Linked DNA regions of Rattus norvegicus: region 2 is linked to region 1. Evidence: chromatin contacts called from public Hi-C data. All regions are on one chromosome and are shown on one strand. Each heading gives the region's core, a stretch centred on a gene start, on an enhancer-like site or on the middle of the called end of the contact. The rest is flanking DNA. Distances are from core to core; before and after follow the strand shown.

Region 1 (5,887 bases), core at 2,021-4,520:
ATTAGCTTTCTTCCTCTTATTCTCATGAAAATGATGAAAGGAAAGTGGAAAGTGGGGTCTGTGGCTCCTCGACTGGACTTAGAAAGGGAAGGGCCCCCATAGTGTTCCGTGCTTCCTTTTTGCTGGAAGAATCTCCTCGGAGATTAGAATCCCACTATCCTTTTAAGAGCAGCACCTCCTCCCCTAGAGCTGAGACGCCTTCAGTGGACTTAGTGAGAGTTAGGGTCCTGCCACAGGTGACTCTTTGTACATCCTGGTACTTGCCAGGACTTCTGAGGCATTCAAAGCTCTTCCCTGAAAGCCACTTTAGTTAAGATCAGTGTTCCAGCTTTTCCCAGAGCTGATGTGTCACTCAAGTGCACGCTGAAGTGTCCCATTTAGACACTCCTCTGACCTTGTGTATTTGGAGTCACCTAGACATGGGCAGTTTCCTTGTTTGCCCTGTTGATCATCTGCAAGTAGCTGAGCTTTCCCTGCAAGCTGGGGCAGTTCTAATTGGCGAGCTCTGTGTCAACAGTTCTAACCTCTCAGGCCAGTCAGCATGCATGGCATTGTTCGCCTCTCAGAGTGGTTCCAGAGAAGATACCAACTCCCTTCCCATCGCTCACCCGATACCACACACACCCAGCCCAGGGGATCAGAAGAGCTTGGGCAAGGACAATTTCCTTTTGTGCTGATTCATCTCCAGCCACGAGATGGGAGGCGAGCTTACTTGCCCCCTCCTCCCCCCAGCTTAGGAAGGGAAGTGGGAGCCTTTTAAGGATAGATCTCCCGAGGTGAGAGACCAAGTGTGGGCAGCTGCCTGGCACTTAGTAGGACTACATGAAAAAATATTTAATGCGCATAGGATGGCCTAGTGATCCAGCTCAGAGTAGTGAGCGTACATGGGGAGGTGGCAGAACTGGCTGGAAGTGGACTGGAGCTGGCCCCAAGGTTGGCATGCAAGGATGTGCTTTGTGGGCCAGCAGCATCACAGCCATCTGGCATTGATCTCTCATCTGCTCTGCCAGCAGACCCTGACCCTGGGGATGGGGGCAGGGAGGTAGGTTGATTCAGATAAGGGAGGAGGAACAGCTCTGTCAGCGGCCTTTTTGTTCCGGAGGTCATGGGGCCAGACTTCTGCTACAAAGATAGAAAGGTAGAAATTTAAAAAGAGTAAAAAGATTAAAAAAGAAAAAAGGCAGTTGGGGTGTAGTTCAGTTGTACAGAGCTTTACCCAGCTTGAGTGAGGCCCAGGGTTCAGTCCCTAGTACCAAGAGAGGTAACAACAATGAACAGAGAGAAAGGGGGAAAACAAAAAACCTGTGTATTTCAACGTATATCAAGGCACCTTAAACTGGATAAAATAGTATGAGTGGGAAAATGAGGGCCCATTATAATATTTTGCTAATGCCTGGAATTTTTCACAATATTTTAAAAAAACCTGGGTTTTAGTATTTTTTTAAATTTTATTATTATTATTTTTTAAATCCAATGCCCCACTGATACCTTAATTATAAAAAGCTCATGATTACTTTGCCATGCTGAAGATTAACAGTATGGGCATAAAGTTATTTTGAAAGTCAAACTGTATATTAAACAAGATTTTCAACACATTTAGTCTGAGGCTCTGGTTGGCTTTTGAAAAAAATTTTTTTCATGCTAGGGATGGAACTCAGGGTTTGATATACAATAGGCAAGGTTTTGGACACACTCCCATTGTTTTTATTTTAATCTTGTTGCATTTTATTTATTTATTTATTCAATTTTTATTGTGTATATATATATATAGTATGTGTGTGAGTGTGTGAGTTCATGAGTGTGTGTGTGTGTGTGTGTGTGTGTGTGTGTGTGTGCATTTATGTGCACATACTGCAGAGATCAGAGGATGACTTGCAAAAGTCAGTTCTCTCTTGCCACCAGGTAGGTCCCAGGCGTTAGAGTCAGGTTTGCCAACGGGTGTCTTGACTCACCGAGTCACCCTTCTGGACATCTTGTTTTATTTTTATTTTATATTTCTTAGATGTTGGTGTGTAACTCGGGCTGCCTTATCCCTAGGTAGCCCAGGCTGCTCTCACACTCTATCCTTCTGCCTCCTCACCTCCTAGGTGCTGAGATGGCCAGTGTGTATAACCACAGGCTTCTGTCTCACCACCACAAGACCAAAATGGAGGAGGGCTTTCGAAGGGTAAATGAACCAGAAGGATTTTATTTACATGGTGGTGGTGGGGAAAGGTTTGAAGAGGAAAGAAGATGCTCGGAAACGCTCAGTGGTGGTGAAATGTTAACAAGCGTGCTGGTGGGATGGCTCAGTAGGTAAAGACGCTTGCCACCATGCCTTATGACTAGAGTTCAATCCCAGGTAATCACACAGTGGTTGGAAAGAATGGGTCCTCTTCAAGATCTGTAGAAATGTTTCTTTCAGCCTTTGTACACAAAATTCTATATTTTATATGTAATTCGAGGTTCCTTTGTGGGAATTTAAGAGGGTCATTTCACATACATACTAACTGAAATCAGGGGAAAGTATTGCCGAAAAGCCTTGCCTCCTTTAATATTTATTTTACCCCCTTTAAGATGGGGTGTTTATGTAGCCCAGGCTGGCCTCAGAGTTATTATTTAGTTGAAGCTGGACATGAACTTCTGATCTTCCTGCTTCAACATCCTTTGTGCTGTGGATTACAGGCATGGGTAGTCGCTCCCAGCTGGCATAGCTACATGGTTTTGAGGTTTTTGTTTCCCCTGTCAGTGCTGGTATTCTGGGATTTCTCCTCCAGAAAGGCTTTTGTGACTCATGTCATTTTACTTCACACTGTTCCTGTGAAATCATGTAGCTAAAATAAATACAGAAACTGGGAATGGTGGTGCATGCAGATAAGCACAGCCGCCAGGAGGGAGACGGAGCAGATCAGGAGTTCAAGGTCATTTTTAGTTCCATAGTAAGTTTGAGACCTGGGATACATGAGACCCTATTTACAAAACCCAAAAATCGAGGCAGGAGAGGTTGCTGTGGGGGTAAAGGAACTTGGCCCCGAGTCTGACTACCTGAAGTCAGTGTTGCTTTGATGCTTCAATCCTTGAGCTTGCTCCTGCAGCAACAAAATCTCAGTGGGACCCTTCAGCGGCCTGGCCAAGTCCTTCTGGGCTTGCATGGTATTATTGTTCGGTGGCCACAGTGTCCAGGCCCTAGGCATCCTCTTGATTCTCAGGTTGGTACAAGATCACGGGAGGACTGTCTGCATAGTTAAAGACCCATGTCCCCATAGGCTAGGGGCAGTGGCATCACCTCTGTGAGTAAGGACACAGTCACGTCCTTGGCTCTTCCCCAAATGCCCTTCCACTCACGCCCTTCACAAGGAACCAAGGTTAAATGAGGCTCTTTCCAGAGAATTCTCTCATTTTTCTCAGTCTGAATGTTAATTCTCCAAGGATTCTCCAAGGAGACTAGGCCAGAGGTCTTGCAGAGGGGGGTGGGGAAGAGAGAGAGAGGGAGAAGGAGAGAGAGAGAGAGAGAGAGAGAGAGAGAGAGAGAGAGAGAGCGCCTTTATACCCTTGCATAGAGGGGGAGGGACAGCCCAGAGCTTGAATTCTAGCCTGGCTCACATCCTAGCTGGAACCCTTTCTCACTGACACCCTGGTGCAGGACGTGCTGGACACATCGTAGACACTTTCTAGCCAGTTGTGAAGAAAGCAGCTTGTTTTCCCATGTGGCCTTTGACAGCCCAGCTGACCAAGCCAGGCCTCTATTTCCTTTGCTGTGGAATGAAGGAGCGGGCCAGCACGAGCTCTGCTTTTACTCTCAGCTTGAGCATTCTTTGGTTTGAGAAGGAACTTTCTAAATTTAACTGTTATCACTTCTATGTCAGCGTGTTCTGGGTAGGGATAAATTGCAAGAGAATTTTGTCTTTCCCAGAGAAATAAGACTTTGTTTTTTCAGGGTAGCATTTAAGAGCCCACAGCTGGGGAGGGAAGCCACCGAGTCTTAGAGATTACTCATTGCCTAGAATTAGTCTACAGTTGATTGCCTGTCACAGTCTCAGATACCTGTGACATTAGGAATATCTTGGTGAGGAGGACCAAAAAAATTAACTGGAAAAAACCAACCAGAAATAAAACGTGGGGCTGCTGACATGGTTGAGCAGGTAAAGACACATGGTGCCAAGTCTGATGACCAGAGGTCAAAACCTAGGAGGACCTACAGAATAAAACTAGCACAGTGGCTCTTGCAACCTGTCTGCTGGCCTCTACACACATGCTGTGACGTGCGAGTCTATACAGAATTTTGATCACTCTGGGCATAAAAGGCAAAACTTAACCCCCAGAGGAAATCTGTGAGAGGCAGTTTTCCACTCTGGTAAGTCTGATTGTTCTGCGGAGGGCCAGGCTTCTGGTAACTGCCTGCTTACCACCGCCTTCCAGGAGTATACCAAGATAGCCTGTTGTCATCAAGTTTTATGGGAGGAGGGTATTCCCAGTAGGGGTGGGGTTGGTAGGAGATTAAAGTATCAAAGTAGGGCTGTTGTTCTCTTGCCCAGAAAGAGTATGTGCTTCTCAAGAACTCTTAAGACAGAGTCAGGGAGGCAGGAGTAAGCTTTAGACACCTGGGAGTCCTGATTTAAGCAGATTTTCTCTCCTGTTGACACAGAAGTAGAACAGATTTTAAGATACTTGGTGCTTACAAATGCACAGAGACTGCCCTGGGAACAAAGACAGGTGATAAGAAGATAATTATATATTTATTTTATCTTTTTAACCTGCCCTTATTTTTGAGATAGAGACTAATGTATGGTATGTATAATTTTAATATCAGTGCTTGGGAGGCAAAAGCAGGTAGATCTCTACGAGCTCGAGGCCAGGTTGGTCTGAAAAGAGAGTTCCAGGCCAATCGGATCGATATAGGGAGACTTTGTCTCAAAAATAAATTAAAAAAAATCCAACCTTGAAAATACGATTGTGGGCTGGAGAGATGGCTCAGCGGTTAAGAGCACCAACTGCTCTTCCAGAGGTCCTGAGTTCAAATCCCAGCAACCACATGGTGGCTCACAACCATCTGTAATGAGATCTGATGCCCTCTTCTGGTGTGTCTGAAGACAGCTACAGTGTACTTATATATAATAAATGAATAAAAAAAAAAGATCTTATCTCAGAGCAAGACAAAATATCTCCATTCAGGGCCTGGATGGATGGCTCAGTGGTTAAGAGTACTTGTTCTTAATCCCAGCAACCACATGGTGGCTCACAACCATCTGTAATGGGATCCGAGGCCCTCTTCTGGTGTGTCTGAAGGCAGCGACAGTGTACTTATGAATAAATCTTAAAAAAATAAACAAATACTTTAAAAAAAAAAAAGAAAATACGATTGTGGTGTGCTTGCAAGATGGCTCAGTGGGTAGAGATGTGTGCTGCCAAGACTGAGCTCCTAAGTTCGATGTGGGGGACCCACTTGGTGCAAGGAGTAAATGGACCCCTGCAGGTTGTCCTCTGGTCCCCCAATACATGGCCACATTACCACACACACACACTAAAATAAACATATGCAAAAATAAAGGTCACCAAAAGAAGGAAGTGTGTTGTAACGTATGCAGCACTGTATTAGCCGGTCCTTTCAGTAGGACGAGCTCATTTGCGTGTTGGACTTCTAACCTTACTTCAGGAAGTCTGAAAATGGCTATCTCTGAAAGTTTATGAGCTATTTTTTAGATTTTATTTTTGTCTTTAGTGGTTAAGAAATGGTAGGAGAGCATCATGTGGTATACCCTGTAATCCCCAGCACTCGAGAGACAGAGGCAGGAAGATTGCTCATGAGTTCAAGGGCAGTCTGCTTTACTTGGAGAGTTCCAGGCCAGCCAGGCCTACATAGTAGGACCTTCCATCCCCCCAAAAAAGAATCCTTGAACTCCCAAGATAT
Region 2 (5,887 bases), core at 1,013-3,512, 92 kb after region 1:
TGGTAGTCCTGAGTGCTATAAAAAAGCAGGCTGAGCAAGTCACGAGGAGCAGGCCAGTAAGCAGCACCCCTTCATGGCCTCTGCATTTGTTCCTGCCTCCAGGTTCCTGCCCTGTTTGATTTCCTGCCCGGACTTCCTTCAATGATGAGCAGTGCTGGGGAAGCTTAAGCCAAATAAATCCTTTCCTCCCTTCATTGCTTTTGGTTGTGGTGTTTCATCACAGCCATGACAACCCTAACTAGGTCGAGGACAATCTGTTCTCTGTGCTGTCTTTCGGGTTTCATGCAAATAGAAAAAAAAATTCCATGTACCTGACAGTGGATGGTAGCTGTTATACTCCCAGATCTAGACTCATGGTGAATCCCCCAGACACAGGAGCACTGCTGGGCACTGTCCTCTTGACTGCCATGAAAAGGCACCAGAAGCTTGGTGGCTTAAAGTAGCTGAACTATGGGGCTGAGGAGATGGCTCGGTGGATAAAGTGATTGCCCATAACCTCATCAGCCATGGAAGGCAGAGACAGAGAATTCCCAGAGCAAGCCGAGTAGCCAGACTAGCTGAAGCTCTGAACTCTAGGGTCAGTTGCAGCATGTGGACCTGGGTTTGGATTCCAGCACACATAAGGCGATTCACAACTTTCTAATTTCAGTTCCAGGGTTCTCACGCCCTCTTCTGGCCTGTGCAAGCACTGCATGCATGTGGACCACATGCACACGGGCAAAACACTCATACACACGAAATAAAAATAAATGTATCTTTTAAAAAGACATCTGCTTGTCTTTTTTTAGGGGGACACAATTCAGTTATAAAGCCCCTTTTCCAAGGCCTAGTTTTCAGCCCTTTGGAACTCTCCAAGCTTCTACTCTTCCCCACCCCAGTCCAAAGTTCTTCGATCCCTTGCCCTCACTCCTCCTTATGCCCTAGAAGCTGCCCCTGCAGATATGCTTTTACCATTACTTAATGCTCCCCTTTGGTCTTTCAGTTCTCTGAGCCTGATAATCAGTTCTCCTCCTGGAAATTCAATCGGTGTCTTCAAAAAGAACACATTCACTGTGGACACATGACCAGGTGTCTCACCTTCCTGGGGCTGTGTCTTCCCCACTGTGCTTGACCTCCTCTTAAACCGTGAACCAAATGAGGTTGCCTTTGGAAGGGATTTGCTCAGAGTGGTTCTGCTGCATTCCAGGCAGGTGACTCGAGGCTTCTATTTCCTTATCTATAAAATGGGCATAACAAGGGCACCTGCCTGGCCAGGTGTGGTCCAGATCCAGTGAGATGCTGTGAAAGTATATGGAGGTGGATGGGTGGTGGTGGTGCAGTTTCCCTGGTTATTCGTGCAGAGGACTCACCATCATATTGATTACAGTACAGAAAGGGCTCAGGTTGCATGGACTGCATAGACTTGGCTCCTGCCACCCAGAATCTAATACATGGCACGGAGACGCCTGGCAGCTGCCAGGTCTCCGAAAAGCAGAGTCCTGCAAGTGCTGGAAGGGACGGTTGAATGGTTCACCAAAAGACACTGGCATCAGGTGGCCTTTTGCCTCCACCTCCGAAGAGGTAGAAAAGGTGACACTAGAGGCTTTTGGTCCCGGCGTGTGTGTGTGTGTGTGTGTGTGTGTGTGTGTGTGTGTGTGTGTGTCCGCGATGTGAGCACAGAGCCTCGGGAGGTAAACAACCCAGATCCACCGGCCTGTCAGCCAATCCCATTTTCCTAACAGTGCCAGCTTTAGAATCACAAACGCTGCAACCAGGACCTTCGAGCGTCCTGTGGAAGCCACTGTTCCCAAGCTCTTAAACCCTTGAGATGGCCGGCTTAAATGCTTCGATATCCATCAGGTGCTAGGAAGGAGGGAGAGGGCTGTGCAGTGATTGGCTAGGAGGTGGGCGGAGCCACTGCGTGACTGTGTTCCTCCTCCAGTAGAAGTCCCAGCTAACCGCAGGGAGGAGGAGGGGAGGGACTGCCGCAGCCCCACTGGGCAGGCTGCCTAGGGACACTTAGAAGATTGCAAGAGATTTTTAATTTCTTGCCTAGGAGTCTGTGACAGGGTCCTGACTTATCTTACTGATTTCTGTTTGAGCTGTCTGAACCTTCCAATGCCACCGCCCCACCTGTCATAGGTCGTTAAAGTTAAATGAAAAAAAAAAAGAATTAGCTAATTATTCGATAAATGAAGCTGTTGCTTGCAGGTCACAGTCGGCGATCCTGCTGTGTCATCCGTGGAGGGCTGAGTCAGCCCTGCCTCAAACCTGAACCCAGAGGACCGGGATCTGTACGAGGCTCTCTAGCTCCACCGTCTGGCAGGGGAACGCAATGAGCTTTGCAGGCGTGAACTGGAGACTGTTAAGGATAAAAACTGGACTAAACCTCACCGGCTAGTTCACCCGTTCCTTTCCCTTTAACTCCCTATCCTTCAGCTAGATCCGTTTACCAGAAATCTGGATTTCTGCTGGTTCCTTTACGGAGCCCTCTGCCCCCATGCTCCCCGAGGGCTTCAGGCACGCCCTTGGCCAGAACCCAGGCGCCGCCTAGGCTCTCTCTCTTCACTTCCTGCCTCCTAACTCTCAAGAGGGGCGGAGCTGTTTTCTTGAACCTGGGCATTTTTGTAATAAAGGGAGCCTTACTTGCATTTAGTGGCGCTGACCCGCCATACTGGACATCCTGTAGGATAGTCCCGGACCATAAAGAATTGTCCTGGGAAGTTATCAGATATCCCGCTGGTGAATCATGTAGGTGAATGCCATGCATTAATTTTCAGAGCTAGGACCAGCTCTATTCTACTTATAAACATACAAAAATTCTGCAAGTCCCTCCTTTCTCTCTCTCCCACCGTCCTTTACTTCATTTCTTCCCACCATCCCCACCCCTCCTTTTTTTTTCTGTGACAGACTCTTACTTTGTATAGTCCAGAGTTAGAACCGGCTCCATTTTATTTCCAAACGAGTTTTGTTTTGTTTTGTTTTTTTTTTGTTTTGTTTTTTTTTTTTTTTGGCAAGGTCCTTCCTTCCTTCCTTCCTTCCTTCCTTCCTTCCTTCCTTCCTTCCCTTAGTCTCTTGCTATGGGGCCCATGCTGACCTGAAATTTGTAATCCTCCTGCCTCAGTCCTTTCACAAGAACTGGTATTGCATTCACCACCGTGGCCAGGTGAAGCTTTTATTACAACAAATCCATTTAGCCATTTCGAAGTGAACGAGATCAGTGGCTGGCTTGCTTTAATTGCATTCAGAATGTTACCCAACCGTCGTTACTGTTCACTTCCAAATCTTTTCCATGACTCCAGACAGGGATGGTGCAGCCAATGATCAGGAACTCCCATCATGCCCCCTGTAGCCCAGTTTCCTCTGATCTACTTTCAGTCTCTGTGAGCTTGTGGGTTCTAGGTTCTTGAGGTGAGTGCATGCAGATAGTGTTTGGCCTTTTTTTTGTTGACAGCTTATAGGAAAGTTGCCACCACTGCAGCTCCGTGCCTGCTGCTTGAGTCATAGTGAAATATAAACACCTCAGTCTGCGCTTATAACTATCTCAAGCAACAGGGCTGCTTGAGTCTGACATAGGGTGTTTTGTAATATAACTGTCTGAATATTCACATTCTGAGTATGTATTATTTTGTATATTTTTAAAGATTTCTTTATTTTTATTTATATGAGTACACTGTCTTCAGATACATACCAGAAGAGGGCATTGGATCCTATTCCAGATGGCTGTGAGCCACCATGTGGTTGCTGGGAATTGAACTCAGGACCTCTGGAAGAGCAGTCAGTGCTCTTAACCACAGAACCACCTCTCCAGCTCCTATTTTGTATAGTCTTATTTAATTCTTATACTAAAAATTGCTTGTAGTTAGTATGTTGATTTAACTTTAGTAAAGGCACATTGTAAAACATTTATTACAGAAGGAGACGTGGGGTCAGTCCTGAGGCCTGGGGGATATCTTTGGAATGAAATGCTGTTCACTTTCTACAAATACTGCCTTGTCTCTAGAAACCTGCCTGGCTAGTCCACATTCCTCAAGCAGTAAACCTTCAAACTACTGCCTTCGTTGACTTTTGGCCGCTCTCTGCTTACTGTGGCCTGGGAAGTGCAGCCAGTCAGAGAGCCTTTATTTTTGTCATCAATGTTGGGCACTGCCGTTACTACCATTCCTGGCTTACAATAGGCACAGGCACTGTGAAGAATTGACAGGGAAACTTTATGTTTAAAAAGTATGTGTGGGAGGGGGGCTGGAGAGAGAGAGAGAGAAAAAGAGAGAGAGAGAACCTGGAATAGGGTTAAATCTGGATTTCTGCTGGTTCCTTTACGGAGCCCTGTTGCGATCTGTTGTGTGAATGCTGAAAAATTGAACTTGGATCCTCTGTATGTGCTTGTTCTTAACCACTATGCTATCTCTCCAGCCTGAGAAAAGAACCTTTCTGGCTCAAATTAAAGGCAGCGAGCCAAACAATGTGTGTATACATGCACACACACACACACACACACACACACACACACACACACACACACACACACTGAAGTGGTTTTCTGCTGTTGGCCTGCTAAGCACTGTCTCCTCCTGAGGACGGCAGGCTCATCCCTGCAGTGCTCCAGATGAACTCAGGGGTTGGCAAATGCTTAGCACATGCTCTGTGTTAAACCAAACTCCCAGACCTTAAAGCTGGGTTTTCAGCATCCAATGGAATAACAGATCCAGCTCAATGCCCGTGCATTTCACACATGGGAATCCGGAACCACACTGCGTTTATCTTCTTGCTTCCCACTGAAATCTGGTTGGGAATACTCAAATATTGATTTTTTTTTCTGCATAAGAAGACAAGAAATGTTACATACATTGTTTTCTAACCAGCCACCTCTTTATTATCATTCCTGCTTCTTTGGCCTCAGAGTCTTCAGAGTATATGATGCCACAAGTCTTTAAATGAGCTCCAATTCGCCAGGTGGTGTGATCCCAACACTCTGGAGGCAGAGGATGGTGGATCTCTGAGTTTGAGGCCAGCCTGGTCTACAGAGCAAGTTTCAGGACAGCCAGGACTACACAGAGAAACTGGGTCTTGAAAAACAAAGAAGCTCCAATCTGGTTGCTAAAATCAAGCACCATTTCTTGACTTTACAGTGGTGTGATGGCTTTTTCCACACAACCATTTCTTTCTTTTTTTCTATTCCCGTAGAATGTTCGATAGGTTATAAGAAATGTTCAACTCTTTGTTGGATACAGGAAAAGACCTGGCTCGCCTGAAGGCCTGTGTAAGCTTTCTGAGAACGGATGCAGTAGACTAACTACAGTTTGGATCTAGACAATGTCTGAGAAACACTGCGTTGAGGCTCGGTTCCTAACCTGTGCCATTACTGCTGAGTAGTGAGCTGATTAGTATGAAGGGCCTAATGGAAGGAAGTTAGGTCACTGATGTCATGCCCTCGACGAGGATATTGGTAACCACGCTCTTCCTGTGTCTTTGTTTCCTAGCTTTGATGGGATGAACAGTTCCCTGGCATGTTCTTATCATGATGTAGCGTGCTACCACAGGCCCAAATCAAAAGAACCAAGCAACACAGTCCCAAACCTGTGAAACCACTAGACGAAGCAAACCTCTTCTTCTTTTTTTAATGTTGGTTATCCACTTTTCCTTCCCTCCCTCCCTTCCTTTCTCCCTTCTCTTGGGCAGTTGCATGGGGCTCTGGCTGTAGAGCCAAGATGAGGTGTTCAGTGGTGTGGTGGGTTAAATGAGTATGCCCCTGCCGCTGCCCCCAGTTTATTCGAATGCTTAGTCTCCAGTTGGTGAGACTGTTTGAGAAAAATTAGGAGGTGTGGCCTTGTTGGAGGAAGCGTGTCATTGGGGCAGGCTTGCCCAGTTAGAGCTCATTCTCTCTCTCTCTCTCTCTCTCTCTCTCTCT

Evidence for each region. Hi-C and Micro-C count contacts between places; a contact is called where the count stands out from the background.
Region 2: a contact with region 1 is called in a Hi-C map of frontal cortex, with 2.5 times the contacts expected there. The contact joins two enhancer-like sites.

What each region holds. Positions count from the first base shown.
Region 1 is chr15:45,466,156-45,472,042 of GRCr8, forward strand. No RefSeq gene overlaps it. Among named protein-coding and RNA genes, the nearest start is that of Ppp2r2a, 30 kb to the left of the region's middle. Within about 2 kb of position 3,271, at least 45 of the 93 cell types and tissues checked have an H3K27ac peak or open chromatin away from gene starts, as enhancers often do.
Region 2 is chr15:45,559,174-45,565,060 of GRCr8, forward strand. No RefSeq gene overlaps it. Among named protein-coding and RNA genes, the nearest start is that of Ebf2, 49 kb to the right of the region's middle. Within about 2 kb of position 2,263, at least 91 of the 93 cell types and tissues checked have an H3K27ac peak or open chromatin away from gene starts, as enhancers often do.